2 separate regions of the Mus musculus genome follow, and region 1 is linked to region 2. The links are chromatin contacts, called in public HiChIP or PLAC-seq maps. All regions are on one chromosome and are shown on one strand. Each heading gives the region's core, a stretch centred on a gene start, on an enhancer-like site or on the middle of the called end of the contact. The rest is flanking DNA. Distances are from core to core; before and after follow the strand shown. Region 1 overlaps Asph (aspartate-beta-hydroxylase). Region 2 holds the start of Gm50597 (a long non-coding RNA gene).

Region 1 (6,585 bases), core at 1,052-3,551, 510 kb before region 2:
ACATACTGTCAGCAGGAATGCCCAGGACTCAGTTCTAGGACTAATGTCTTATAATAACCTCGCCGGAAGATGCAAGCCTGCCCCTCTGTTGTACAGCTAGCACGTGGCTGACCCCTGTCAGGTATGGCTGACCCCTGTCAGTCAGGTGTGGCTGCAGCACCAAGCAGAGGCACTCAGCCTAAGCAAAGACTGGAAAGGACCGTGAGGCCATATGAGGAGCATGGAGCTCGCCCAGCGTTTAGTGCTGTTCATTTGAGGCAGACTCAGCTCAGAGGAGGTCTGTGCCCAGGATCATTTTTCTTGTCAGCCTGGCATTCCTGCTTTAAGAACTACAGATACAGCTTTGGAGATGGAGTGGTTGGTGAAACCCTTGTTTCCCAAGCCTGAGGACCCAAACCTGGATTCTCACAGTGCAACAGTTCATTTCTCCTCAGGCAGTGGGGACAGGAGAATCCCTCAGGACTTGCTACTCAGTGATCTCCTTTAGGGAGATACCCTGTGCTGCTTCACTCGGCACCTACCTGGGCTCCCACATTCAAGGCAAACTCACTGTGAACCTCAAGGCCTCCCAGGCTCAGTGCTGGGTCATGAAGAAGATGCTTGACAGAAACTTCTGACACCACATATGCACACACACAAGTATGTGATGTTCACAAATATATACAGGACACACACACAAATATATACATCCATATACAGGACACACACAACTCTAGGCCGTGTAGGTAGGTCATTGTCCAAATGTTTGCTGCTCAGTGCCACTTGCCATGCTGAAGCTCGGAAGTTTCTTATTTTATATGTAGTAATAGGAAGCACTTAGAGCACAGAGGATAATGAAACACAGCAAGGGTTTTCTCTAAATACACGGTGGTAGTATTTAGGGTGGGGAGAAGTATCGTTCTCACAGGTCTTGGGTGGAAATGCAGATCTCTGTTCATAGCATTGGGAGACTCAAGTTAAATGAAAAAGCCCGGGACTTGTCAAAAACTGATTAAATACTGACTGCAGTTTGTGTCTTTCCTCTCTCCTCACATGTGGAAACTGATAGGGCCTGTTCTTCAGTTGACAATAGCAGAGAAGTTCACTGTAAGCTTGACAGGTAGCCAGGATTCTGTTATCTCTTGTATGTCGGTATTGCTGGTAGTTGTGGTACATGGAGAAGTTGTGTTGTAAATGACCTGAAATGACCCGGCTTTGGTTACGAAGGCGCTGGAGATTCTGATGCACATATTTCTTCCTGTCATAACTACCACCTGCTTTTCTTCCTCAAATTCTGGGGCCTTTCAGTGTATAGGGAACTGACTTTACATCTCAAGGGTCTTTCCCTACTTCGGGTCATTTCCCACTGGAGACGGTCATAATAATTTACCTCTTTATTTCTTCTATTCAGAGGGTCCTGTTTGGGAGCAGTGCTTAGAAAACAGCAGAGAACAAGAATCTTTGCAGTAAGAATGCCTTCTTTCATGGGCAAGAGGAAGAGGGGTCAGGGTTGTCCCCTATCCCTACCCCCCCTGCCAGTGGCTGCTAGAGCCTTCTCAGCCTTCCTCGGGGTTCTTCTAGGTAGGCAGAGAGGACTCTTATCAGCTCATTCTAACTTACAAGGCCTTGAACAAGTTGTAAGAGTGTATAGCACTAACTGAGTTAGGCGTTTGATATGAATGACCATATTTGAGCGTCTGGATACCAGATGAGATGCTGCAGGCTGTAATCCGCTGGCTTATGTACTCCGGAGCACCTGCAGTTTACTCCAGGGCGTATGATCAGGTCTGGCTCATCAGTGTGCAGATTGGGAGGCTGTCGGAAGTGTTTGCTTTGCCCTCTGTATCACTTTCTCCTATCACTGTCTGCAGAGTGTGCTGATACTCTGCAGGGTTTCCTGCCCAAGACTGTAGTAGGAAAAAGATGATCTGCTCATGAGCTGGGAGGAGCGTGAGGTTTGCTGGGTGGACTGAAGCCTGACTTGGAGGTGTGCTTCGTACCGGTCTCTGTATTCTCCGCATTACCTTTCTGTAAACCTGGGACCATGATACGCCCCCCTTTTGAGATCACTCTGCCTAAGCTTAACTTTTTCCACCTAACTGCTCTTCTTGTTTTCTCTTTCTCTCTTCCTTTATTCTTATGTAGGCCTGACCAAAGATGGCAGTAATGAAAATATTGATTCTCTTGAGGAAGTCCTTACTATTTTAGCGGAGGAGAGTTCAGATTGGTTTTATGGTTTCCTCTCATTTCTCTATGATATAATGACTCCTTTTGAAATGCTAGAAGAAGAGGAAGAAGAAAGCGAAACTGCAGATGGTGTTGATGGTACGTCACAGAATGAAGGGGTTCAGGGAAAGACCTGTGTCATTTTGGATTTGCATAATCAGTAACTTCAACTCAGGGACTGAAAAGCAGTGGGTTGGAAAACGGAGCTGCCTCCTCTTCCTTTGCTTACGCAGGGCTCAACGTGCAGTGGGGCAGTTGTGACTTCAGATAATGCCACCCATATGATCCTGATCATCCTGCCCAGCACAGCCACTTAGCTAGCCCCTCGCTTGGCTCCCTCCACACCCAGAAAGGAAGTGGTATTCCTCATTCCTATAGCTGTTCACAAAGTGCATTGGAAATGATGTTCTTGGTAGTATAATTGGTTTCTGTATCATTTTATCTCAACTTATGTATTCACTGAACTAAGTTGGAAATTGTGTTGTACTTAACCCTTGATGCTTGTCTTTCTCATACTTTTAATGATAGTTCTAATGGGAGTGATTCTAACAATATTTCTGGCATGACTAATCAGCGAATGCTCCTTTGTTGACCTTTAACTTGCCTGCTGTGTAGTGAAGCTGGTACTTTTTAATCTGTAATTTCTTTAGGTTAATTGACTAGTCATATAAGTTCCTACAAACTTGTTAAAGTTCTGTATTAATGGTGCTTTTGACATAATTTAAAAATCCTATGTTTTTGCCTTAGGGCAGTGAAGTTTCTGAATTCAGACACTAATAGGTTTGAATATGTCCATTTCTGAAATCAGAATTTGTTTTCAATTTTATTTTCAAATATAAATCTAGAGAAGGTAATTTGTAACTTTTTTTGGGGTCACCCTATTATAAAAGAGGGAGAGTGTGAATGTGCGTCTTGCAGAATGTTGTACATATTAAAACTATCTTTCCTGAATTAGGCTTTTCCATTTTTTACTAACTTATTACCTGTTGATTTGTGAGTTATGTATAATATAATGTGTAGAATTGTAAATTAAATTTATTGAACTGGTCCTTCATTTTTAGGAGAAAAAATTCTTTCCCAAACTATGAACACGGCAGTAGCTTTGTCTTAGCTTTTTGAAACTGAGTTCGCCTCAGTAATACAAAATCAGTTATTAAAAAAATCAGTTATTAGCTCTATATGCATCCATCTCTGAAAGGACGTGTTAGTGACTACCCTTGTGACTGAGCCGTGCGCCACCTGACAGGTTTACTGCTGCCCTTCCAATGACTCTCAAAGTGTCTAGCTCCCGTTGAGAGCCTCTAAAATTCTGCTCAGCTTTGGGTCTTCATGTGTTTTAAACCAGAGTACACTGGAGTTTCAGACAGTTTTATTTAAGTATCATTCCCAGATATTCTCTGTTTTTACATAGTTACCTTCATCAGCCATTTGCTCTGGGATGACGAAATGCCAGCTGAAGTAGAGTTCCTGAAATCAGAACACAGCAGTTCTCTCTCTAATGTCACTACTCTTGTACATGGTTCCATGTGCCACTCATGGGCCAGGGCTTCCCCAAGCTTCAATGGTTGTTAGGAGTTTTTCTCGTTCTTGTGTCCAGCGAGTGTTTTACTGTCAGTGAGGACTTGGTCAGAAGCTGCTTACACTCCAGGGTGCAAGCACTTCAGCTCAGGCCTTAGCAGCGTAGTGACTGAGGAGTCTTTAGTCATCTTCTCAGAGTCATTGTAGTTCTCCAGCTCAGGACTAAACTCATTTTGAATTTGAATGCTGTGAAATAATCAATGGTTGTTTGTTTTAAATTCACAACCTTAGGTCCTAAACACAATAAAAGTCACTTACCCAAATGGCTGAGAAACGGTTTTCAAAGCAGTTTTGTTTGTGTGCCATGACTACTAACTGTGGATGGTTTTAGTCAGGAATGAATAATTAAATTTCTGTGTTAAAAACGTTTGTAATTAATTTCTCATCAGGTTTTGTATCGTCATGATACTAATGCACATTATATGTACAGAAATTAATTATGCCCATCTTCCCAACTGTAAAGCAAGCGTGGTAACTTGCCAACAATTTTATACCACCTCCGATCAGTGCATCTAAAAAACCCTAAGTGATGATAAAATACAGGCAGCTGAAGAACCCCTGACTTCTCTGACTTCCTTCAACTTGTATCTGAGGCTTATTTGTGTGTGTATGAGAAAGAATAAAGTTATTGGCAAAAATGTGGTCTAAAGCAAATGTAACTTTTCTTAAGTGTTATTGATTACATATACTGAAGTTGTGAATTTATTTTGTAATTTTGTTTCATAGGTATTTTCTTACTTCATGTCTTACATTTATGGGCTGACTTTGAAAGGCCACTTTGTATGCTGTGTATATGAGTGTTCAATTAGTTACAGAGTTGTAAATCACTGTGTTAACTTTGCCTTTTCAGTTTTCATCATCTAAAAAACTGACCAGTGCTGTGCCGTCTATGTAGCATTGGCTCCCAAAGTGGCTGTCCTGCCTGCTCATGTACTGGGCCACTTTTCTGGTCTCAAGTTCAGTTAAATTGGGAAGGGGAGCTGGAGGTTGTGTGTGGTTCTTTGGCTACTTTCCGCTGTTCTTTCACTTGGAATGTTGAATGATGGTATGTAAGCTGGAGGGTTTTCCAGGAGCTGACCTTACTAACTCAGAAGCCTGGCCGTCAGTGTGCTGCCTGTGGATCCTGCAGAAGCCACACACGGGAGGGAGTGCTGGCTAGTCCTGCTTGCTCACCTCACACTTGAGTCTTTTTCTGTACAAGTTTCCTCTGCCTTCCGTAGCCCTGTCCAGACATTGTAAGAAAAGCCTTTTCTGTATTTGATCCTGGGCTGAGATGTATTTACCCTTAGTTATTCTAATTACAGTGGTTTTTGGGGGGTTTTGTTTGTTTGTTTTTAGCTCTCTTAATATTGGCAACTTTAAAGGACTGTGGAAGCAGAGAGTTCACTGCTCTGCTGCCTATCTTACTGCTGGGCAGTGTCTCACAGAGATTGGTACTAACAACCCTTTCTTAAGACTCTGGCTTAGCTCTGTAATGTGACACAAACTTTCTATGGTGTGGGCTGTGGGATTTTCATTAATCATGATGCATATTGGAACACTGAACAAGGAATTCAGTGACTCTATGTTCATATGTTAGTTGATAGGGCAGGCATGGCATAGTTTCCTTATATTTGCTGAGGTAAACCCGCCGTACCATTTGGACACTTTACACTTGGGTTTTGTGTAGTCCACATTGGGATTGGGTTTAGTGTTCCAGTGTAGGAAAGAGGAAGGTGAGGATCTTGGACTCAGTGCGCAGTCTCTTTAGGAAGCATGGGAGTGGCGAGGTGACCTCGGTGGGAAAGATAGGAATCTGTCCCCTGAAGGAGCTACTCGGATGCCGGATGCCATAAGAGAGCCCTTCTAAAGCCATGTGTTCTGCATGTGGCAAAACCATGGACCCAGCTTGGCTTAGTCATGCACACATTCTAGTCATAGCGGATATTACATTTTGGGATGGGTCTGTAGTAATGACCCTGTGGCCATTGCCAAAAGAGCATCCATTAGGCGTTCTCTCTAAGTGAAGAACATGACTACCTTTTCACATTTCTGTTAAAGAATTTGTAGCCATGACATGTGTACACAGTAATTACCACACACACTAGCAGAGCACAGTGACTGCTGCTGGCTTCCTTTTGTTGTTGTTGCGTTTTCTTTTACATTCACTTACTGTTTCCATCAAGACTGCCTTAAACGGGGACAGCCTCATCAGTACTTACATCCCAGTGGACTACAGGTGGCCAGAGGTTCCCTTCCCCACTGGATAGAACTTCTCTCAACAGTGCTTGGGGACTCTTTACAGTTGTAAATAGCAGAGTAGTATCTTTTATTGTTTAATGGGATTCCTTTTGTCCCTGGGGCACCAGTAAAGACAGAAAAGAAGGAAGTGAAGGTGTGTTTGTTGATGTGTCTGTCACTGTGAATCCACAGCAGCCAGAGGCAGCATAAAGGTAGTAACTTAACTCTGCTGATCAGTGGCTTTCATGACCACCTCTATTTCCTGTAGTGCTGTAAACACTAGCCAAGCTCTCCCGCCATCCACCATCTTTGCATTCTTCAGGAGAGGTGATTGTTTGATGCTTTGTTGTTGTTGGACCCTGGCTTGCTTGCTTTCCCTCACAGAATTTCTTCCGAGCCATTGCTTCTTGTCTTTCAGGCCTTTTATAGTATGCTGGTTCTAAACCCAGTCTCCCCCAGTCTCCCCAGCCTGTCTCCCATCCTTCCTCTCCCAGTACCTCGGCTCCCCCTCCCCTGCAGCCATTCCTGTTGCATGCTCTGCGCCTCAAATCCTGCGGCTTTGGATAGGCACTTCACCCGTGC
Region 2 (7,661 bases), core at 4,263-6,762:
ATTAGCTCAGAGCAGACTTGCAACTTCAGCTAGTCAGCTTTCTATGCTGCTAGGAAGTCGCCTTCTCTTGCTGGATCCTGGTAGGCACAGCTATCAGCCCAAGATTGCTCAGCAATGTAGAGGAAGAGAAAAGGAAGCATGGGAGGATAATCTAGCAGAAGCAAGTAGAGATGGGAATGGGAGGAAGGACAGACAGGACGGGGTGCTGTAGGAGGTGATGCCGTGTTCTAACCACTGGCATCAGATGAGCAGAAGAGTGAACCTTTCTCTGGACTTCAAGCTATAGCTATCAGCAAGACCTTGGCCATGATAAAGTTGTTTTAAGTTGTGTTTCTCAGAATGGTTAAGATCAAAAACTCAGGTAACAGCAGATGCTGGCGAGGATGTGGAGAAAGAGGAACACTCCTCCATTGTTGGTGGGATTGCAAGCTGGTACAACCACTCTGAAAATCTGTCTGGCAGTTCCTCAGAAAATTGGACAGAGTTCTAAGGACCAGCTATACCGCTCCTGGGCATATATCCAGAAGATGCTCCAACATGTGATAAGGACACATGCTCCACTATGTTCATAGCAGCCTTATTTATAATAGCCAGAAGCTGGAAAGAACCCAGATGTCCCTCAACAGAGGAATGGATACAGAAAATGTGGTACATTTACACAGTGGAATACTACTCAGCTATTAAAAACAACAAACTCATGAAATTCTTAGGCAAATGGATGGAACTAGAAAATATCATCCTGAGTGAGGTAACCCAGTCACAAAAGAACAGACTTGGTATGCCCAGAAGCCTGAAATACCCAAGATACAATTCACAGACCACAAGAAGCTCAAGAAGAAGGAAGACCAAAGTGTGGATATGTTGGTCCTTCTTAGAAGGGGGAACAAAATACCCATGGGAAGAGATACAAAGATAAAGTGTGGAGCAGAGACTAAAGGAAAGGCCATCCAGAAACTGCCCCACCTGGGGATCCAACCCATATACAGTCACCAAATCCAGGCACTGTTGTGGATGCCAACAAGTGCTTGCTGATAGGAGCCTGATATAGCTCTCTCCTGAGAAGCTCTGCCAGTGCCTGACAAATATAGAGGTGGATGCTCTCAGCCAACCATTGGACTGAGCACAAGGTCTCCAATGGAGGTAGTAGAGAAAGGACCAAAGGAGCTGAAGGAGGTTGCAGCCCCATAGGAGGAACAACAATATGAACCAACCAGTACCTCCATAGCTCCCAGGGACTAAACCACCAACCAAAGAGTATACATAAAGGGACCCATGGCTCCAGCCCCATATGTAGCAGATGATGGCCTTGTTGGTCATCATTTGGAGGAGAGGTCTTTGGTCCTATGAAGGCTCAATGGCCCAGTGTTTGGAAATGCCAGGACAGGAAAGTGGGAGTGGGTAGGTTGGTGAGCAGGGAGAGGGAGGTTGGGATGGGGGGGGGGGGGTTCAGAGGAGAAACCAGGAAAGGGGATAACATTGAAATGTAAATAAAGAAAATATCTAATAAACAATGGGAAAAATCTGGCTGCAGGTAAGATTGTAGGGCTTTTTTTTTTTTTTTTTTTTTTTTTTTTTTTTTTTTTTTGGTTTTTTGAGACAGGGTTTCTCTGTATAGCCCAGGCTGGCCTCGAACTCAGAAATCCACCTGCCTCTGCCTCCTGAGTGCTGGGATTAAAGGCTTGCGCCACCACGCCCGGCTGTAGGGCATTTTCTTAATTGGTTAGTGGCATGGGAGGGCCTGTGGTTGGGGCCACCCCGGGATGTAGTCCTAGGTTCCATAAGAAAGCAGGCTAAGGAAACCAAGAAGACCAAGTCAGTAAGCAGCATAGGCCGTACCCCTCCACTGCCTCCACATTTCTTCCCTGTGTGAGTTCCTGTCCTGACTTCCTTCAGTGATAAAAAACGATGTGGAAGTGCATGACAAACTCTGTTCTTTCAAAAAAAAAAGTTATGTTTCTGGCTATTATAATACAAAAATCAATACAGTTTCTATGATTGTTCTACTTCACTGCTTTTAAGAACTAACAATTTCACTGGACACAAAACTAGTTATCATCTATGGCCTCAATATTGGAAAAAAATGCTGCTGCACATAACAGTTTGGACAATGTTGATAATTCATTGACTATTTCCTATGTTCTGATGGTATGTACTCTCATAAGAGAGAGGGATAAAGAAAAGGAGAAAGGAGATGGAAATGTAGGATAGTCTCTGTCAGTATGGGAGGGCAAACCTCCACAGGATTCAGGAAAGTATCAGAGCAGGTAATCTCTAACTCCTTGTATACTGACTGAAAGCCATGGCTGAATCTTAATCTGTATTACATTTGGAATTAGAGAGGGGAGGAAAAAAACAAAAAAAACTAATGCCCTTGAAAGACATACTGCTTCATTTATCATTAATTGTTGTTTTAATATTAATTAAGAACATTTATATAATGTTGAAAATTCAAACTGAAATATATTATCTGTCACTATAGTTCATCCTGTGTGGCTCAGCGCTGGGTCTCACTATTAATCTCTGCCCCGTATTTGCATATCCCCTGTTAAGATTCCCTCCTAGCAAGCCTTGTGGGTACTAAGTAGGATCTTGTTCTGACCCTGAAATAAAACAGTAAGCCAATGAAGTCTTTATCATTAGAAAAAAATCCCTCTGGACTAAGTTAAACAAGTGTTAGAAAATTGCTGACTGTTTATTTCAGACGTCCTAACAAGGAGAGGGTTTTGCCTCTGTTTTGAGAGCCGTATTTTGAGGCAACATGGGATGTTGGACTTTAAAGGGGTTTTCGAGGAAATCTCAGTGATGTCTCTTTCCACTAGAACTTCATGAGGAAAGTAGCATAACTGAAACAAACAAGCCAAAATGTGGGGCTACCCAGCTATTGCCTTTCTCCCTGTCATTTTGAGGAACCCTTTCTGCATAAGTCTTGTGTGTGACTCTCTGAATCTAGCTGCCATATCCTGCTCCCATTTTGTCCCCAGCACCCCTGACAGCCACAAGGGTCACTTTGATACTAAACTGAGTGCTTTGTATAGGGCTCAGGAAGGAGAAGGCAGCAGAGGGAACTGGCTGCAGAAGAGAGCCCTGGCTTTCTATTAGCCCAGGTTGTCCTTTGACCCTATGACCCTGTGACGTTTGCTTCGTCTCTGTATACGTCCTCATCCACGTTGCCATCAGTTTGGAGAAGTAGCCTTAGCTGCCGAGAGGCATGCTGGAGAGCTATGATGAAGTATCCCTGAAGTGTTCGGCACCCTGCTTCTGTCCCAGTGAGCCAGCATTCCACCGGACATCTGCCACTGTTTGCTGTCAGCACTTTCAGGAGCTCCCCTTTCCCCTTGTCCCTTGTCCCTCTCGTTCAGGTCCTGCTTACTTGCGAGTGGGGCATTTTATGTGCCAGAGCCTGAGTGTTCACAGAAGGATCTCCACGAACAAAATTAACTCACGGTAGTCTAGAATCCTAGAGAAAATGGACAAATTTAAGAGGAAAAAAAGATCAATGGCTAAAACCAATGATTTTTAACAAATAAAGACAATTATAAGTTCCTCATCTTTAAGACAATGAGCAGCAGTCATGGCCAGTCAGACGAGGACTACACACAGACAGCACACCCTGTTGCTTGCAGCATCAGCATCAAGTCCTGGAATCTATGAGCTGCTCTGAATGTGAGTGTTGTCTCCTGTGTTAGTTAGAAACACTGTTTTAAAACTTAGTCAGTGACCAAAGACTTTTCCAGTGCTGTTCTTTAATAAGATTTAAGTGTGAAAAAGTAGCCTCAGGGGGAAAGCCATCCTGCTAGCTACTTGCCCTGGAGGTATTTTACTGGCTTTGTGTTTTTTAATGACTGCCTTGTATCCATTTCTTTTAAGATTAAGTAACATTTTCACTGCAGGTAAGTCTTTTTGTCTCTGCTTTTGTTGTATCAGAACAAGATGGTTTAAAAAAAAAACAAATCCATCTCTGAGAATCAAACCAAAGTCCATTCTTTCTTCTTATTATGTTTGGAGTGAAGAAAAAAAAAAAAAAAAGACACCATTGCCCCCCATCCCCCACACCCAACCCCAACCCCCACAACCACCCTCCTCCTCCCCCACATCCACCCGCCCTGCTCCAACTTGCTTTTTGTCTGGTGTGGTCATGGGGCCACTCCAGCACAGGGGCAAAGCTCTAGTGTAAACATGGATCAAAAGGCTAGAATCCCAGGCTGGCCAAAATACAGCTGTGGTTGCTGCCTTGCACTGGACTGTTCTCTGTAGGGCTTAATCCCTGGGCATTATTAGATCCAGAGGACCAGAAAGTCTGCTGTGAGCTTATGCCTCTTAGAAATGGCACGGACGCTTCATAATGATACCTCAACAATATGGCTATAAAGTAAATATCAATAGACCCAGTAAGTGGAAGGGGGAAATCTGTGTCTCACCTCCTAAACAAAGAACTCCAGGCAACTCATGACTGTGGAGAGATGGAAAATTAGCCTCTGGCCAGATCAGCTCCCTAATGGGCTGTCCAATACAAAGTGAGTCTGTCATGAAAACATATACATCCAAGCCATGGATTTAGCAGGATATATTTATATATTAATGCATATATATGTAACAATAATAATCATGAAGAGGCCATCAATGTGAGAGGAAGTGGGAGGGGATGGGCGGGATTGAATGGAAGACAGGGATACAGTGAAGTAATGTAATTATATTCAAATTAATTTTTTTAATAAAAATGAAACAATAAAAGCCATAATACTCTACAAAGGAATGATAAAATCACCCTGACAGATACTTTGCCAATTTAGGAGTGTAAAAAGATTCTTGTTAAACTAATAATAAGAGACTATTTCCAGTAATTTCAAAACCATAGAAATTCTTTTTTAAAAAACCTAAAATGTAGGGCTGGAGAGACGGCTCAGCAGCTAAGACTACTCTACCAGAGGTCTTGAGTTCAATTCCCAGCAACCACATGGTGGCTTACAACCATCTGTAATGGAATCTGATGTCCCTTTCTAGTGTGTCTGAAAACAGCTGCAGTGTACTCATATACATTAAATAAATAAATAAATAAATAAATAAATAAATAAATAAATCTTTTTTAAAAATTAAAATTTTTTTTTGAAATATTGTTCATTAGAAATGAGAGGTTGAGGAATAATTTAAAGCATCACTATTCATATTTTTTTAGTTTGCCGTAATTAAAAATGTATTTGTTGCAATTTTCTGGTCTTAAAACGTCAATGACTTTTGTTCTGTATCAGGAACAAGAGATTTAAGGAAGTTACAAAATCACTGGTGGAATTAACATTTTCTTTTTCTAGACAAAAAGGTCTGAATTATAAACTTTTTAAAGCATCACGTATCTCTCTGGTTTTTACTAATTTGTAAAAAGCAGACACACTCATAAAACTAGAAGAAACCACAAACGTTAATAGGGAAGACAGTAACGTTTTGGTGCTTCGAACTGTCAGAGTCTTTTTCAGAAAGGGCAACAGATGTGGGGGAGGGGCTGTGGCTTCTCTCAAGAGCCTTCCCTTGATGACTAACACCATCTAATCACGTTCTTTCTGAACTGCCCCTTCCTCTGGTGGGAAAGCCTTATCATGTTCACCGCCTTCTGAGAAGTCATAAGATCAAGCTCTCACGTAGCCTTTCATTTCCTGGTTTGCTGTTCTTTGTTCCTCTTCCCACCCCCCTGTCCCACCCCCACCCGCACCTAAGGTGTCTTTCTGCAGCTCAGGCTGGCCTCAAACTTGCCACAGCCCTCAAGAATCAGACTTCTTACGGTTGGATTTGCAGGTGTGAGTCGGGTCAATAGTTTTTAACTCGCAAGAAATCATAAGTAGGATTCAGGATACAAGGGAGCCGAATGATGAATTTGGAAAGCTGGCCCCTAAGCTGCAGGAAAAAATCAGGCAAGTTCTACTCCCAGCCTGAGCACCTTGAAATAATCTGGTTTTACCACAACTCTGAGGGCCATGAGTACAGGTCTTACTCCCCTGCCGTACCTGTGGCTATGAGTACTTTGTAGATGAGGCCATCATGATGTGCGGCATGTGAGTGGTTTTGAGTGACAGGAACTTATGACAGAGTCCCTGTATTCTTTCCCACAGTCTTTCTGCCTTCCTCTGATCCGTCCTTAGGAGGACACATAGATTAAGAGGACAAACTCAAATTATCTCCCTTTACCTGGGTCATCTCTGAAACTTGATTCAGTCCTACTAGAGCTAGATACTATCAGATGCTGGAACCTGGAAAGGGTCACTGGAGCCTGTCCCTCAGCCGGTGGCACTACTGGAAGGTGGTAGAACTTGTAAGAGTGGAGCTGTGGACCTCTGCTCACTGGGGATTCGAGCCCCTTTCCCTCTCTTGTTGGTCTCTCAGCCATGAGAGGACCCACCTGTGCTTCTGCATATTGGGAAGTCAGGGACTCCAAAGGAGACCAAATGCCAAATGGCCCTAAACTGAAACCTCCAAGCCTGGAATTCAAAATGAGCCTTCCCCTCTATAAGCTCTCTCAAGTGGAAAGGTGACTACCACGCCACTATGACTGGCTTTGCTCTCTTCTGAGGTTTTAGCATTTAACCCAGAGGAGACCTGCGCCAAAGGTTAAGTGCTCACTCCCCATGGGCACGGCAGCATCTTAGTTCCAATTCCTTACCGTTCACTGTATCAGCTATTCCTATTGCTGCTGCATTCCCATGTCTCCATGTCCCCAGCCTTCTTCCAGGAGGCAACTTTTCCAATCTAAGTACACTCCATATATTTGTGTGCTTTTATTTCACTATAAAGCTCAAGAAGTTCCATGCTACGCTACCTTAAACAACATAAGCACAGAATATACTTCCTGCTGTATCGATGTACGTGAGCGGATGGGTACGGTGTCTGCTGTGATCCGATGCCTCTGCACGCAGTTTGCTTTGACATGACAGCAAACATGCTTTGAATGCTCCCGTCCTTCTTTGATCTCACAGGCCACAGTGCCTGCTCATTCGGACTCTGACTCCTCCATGGACGCCAGGAAGCCTTTGTGAGAGCTTTATTTCCCAGACTGGTTGCATATATGTTTAAGTGTCACAAGTTTCGATGATTTTTATGAGACATAGTCCAACACATGCATGAATGTACACATACACAGAGGCACACATACCTGTACACACAAGCATGGATGCACATAGTAAGTCCAACTGTCAAGATGATAAGAACTATCATTTTTGTCCTTACCAGGTACCAGACATTGTACTAATTATTTTCCATAGGACATCTCATTTTGCTTAGCCATGTTGGAAAGAGACACCTAGCAGCCTGTCAGCTTCATTTCGCTCATGAGAACACCAGAACACCGTGGTTCAACTAGTCCTAATGCCTAAGAACTGAATTCCTAGGCAAAGGCTCTGTCCTGCCAGCTCCTGTGTCCTTATGCCTTAATGCGCTTCCTACCAAGGGCTGGGGTGTTTCCAAAATTGTCTACTGGGGAAATGATGCAGCTTTTTCAGAAGGTTAAAAGAGTCCAGGTTCTCCTGTGCCATCGATGATAAAAAATGACAATCCAGAAGACTGCGTAATGCTTTCTTGGCACTCAAAAAGCACCTTCTGGCTTCCCCACCACAGACACTCATGGAAACTCACCAGGACTTCTGTTCTTTTGCTTTTTTTTTTTTTTTTAATGTAGAATG

What was found. HiChIP or PLAC-seq counts read pairs in DNA pulled down with a chosen protein or histone mark.
Region 1: a contact with region 2 is called in an H3K27ac HiChIP or PLAC-seq map of microglia, with 4 times the contacts expected there. The contact joins two enhancer-like sites. A contact is called at or near these places in 3 of 115 datasets of contacts at active chromatin or transcription factors (the 230-238 cell line, acute myeloid leukemia and microglia).

What each region holds. Positions count from the first base shown.
Region 1 is chr4:9,626,492-9,633,076 of GRCm38.p6, reverse strand. All of the region lies in intron 3 of Asph (aspartate-beta-hydroxylase), which reads left to right. Among named protein-coding and RNA genes, the nearest start is that of Asph, 39 kb to the left of the region's middle. Within about 2 kb of position 2,301, at least 105 of the 459 cell types and tissues checked have an H3K27ac peak or open chromatin away from gene starts, as enhancers often do. A contact at or near this core is called in acute myeloid leukemia and microglia, where this site is marked.
Region 2 is chr4:9,113,967-9,121,627 of GRCm38.p6, reverse strand. Gm50597 (a long non-coding RNA gene) reads right to left here and starts at 76. Exons shown (of 2, transcript XR_001784233.1): 1 at 1-76. Within about 2 kb of position 5,512, at least 76 of the 459 cell types and tissues checked have an H3K27ac peak or open chromatin away from gene starts, as enhancers often do. A contact at or near this core is called in acute myeloid leukemia and microglia, where this site is marked.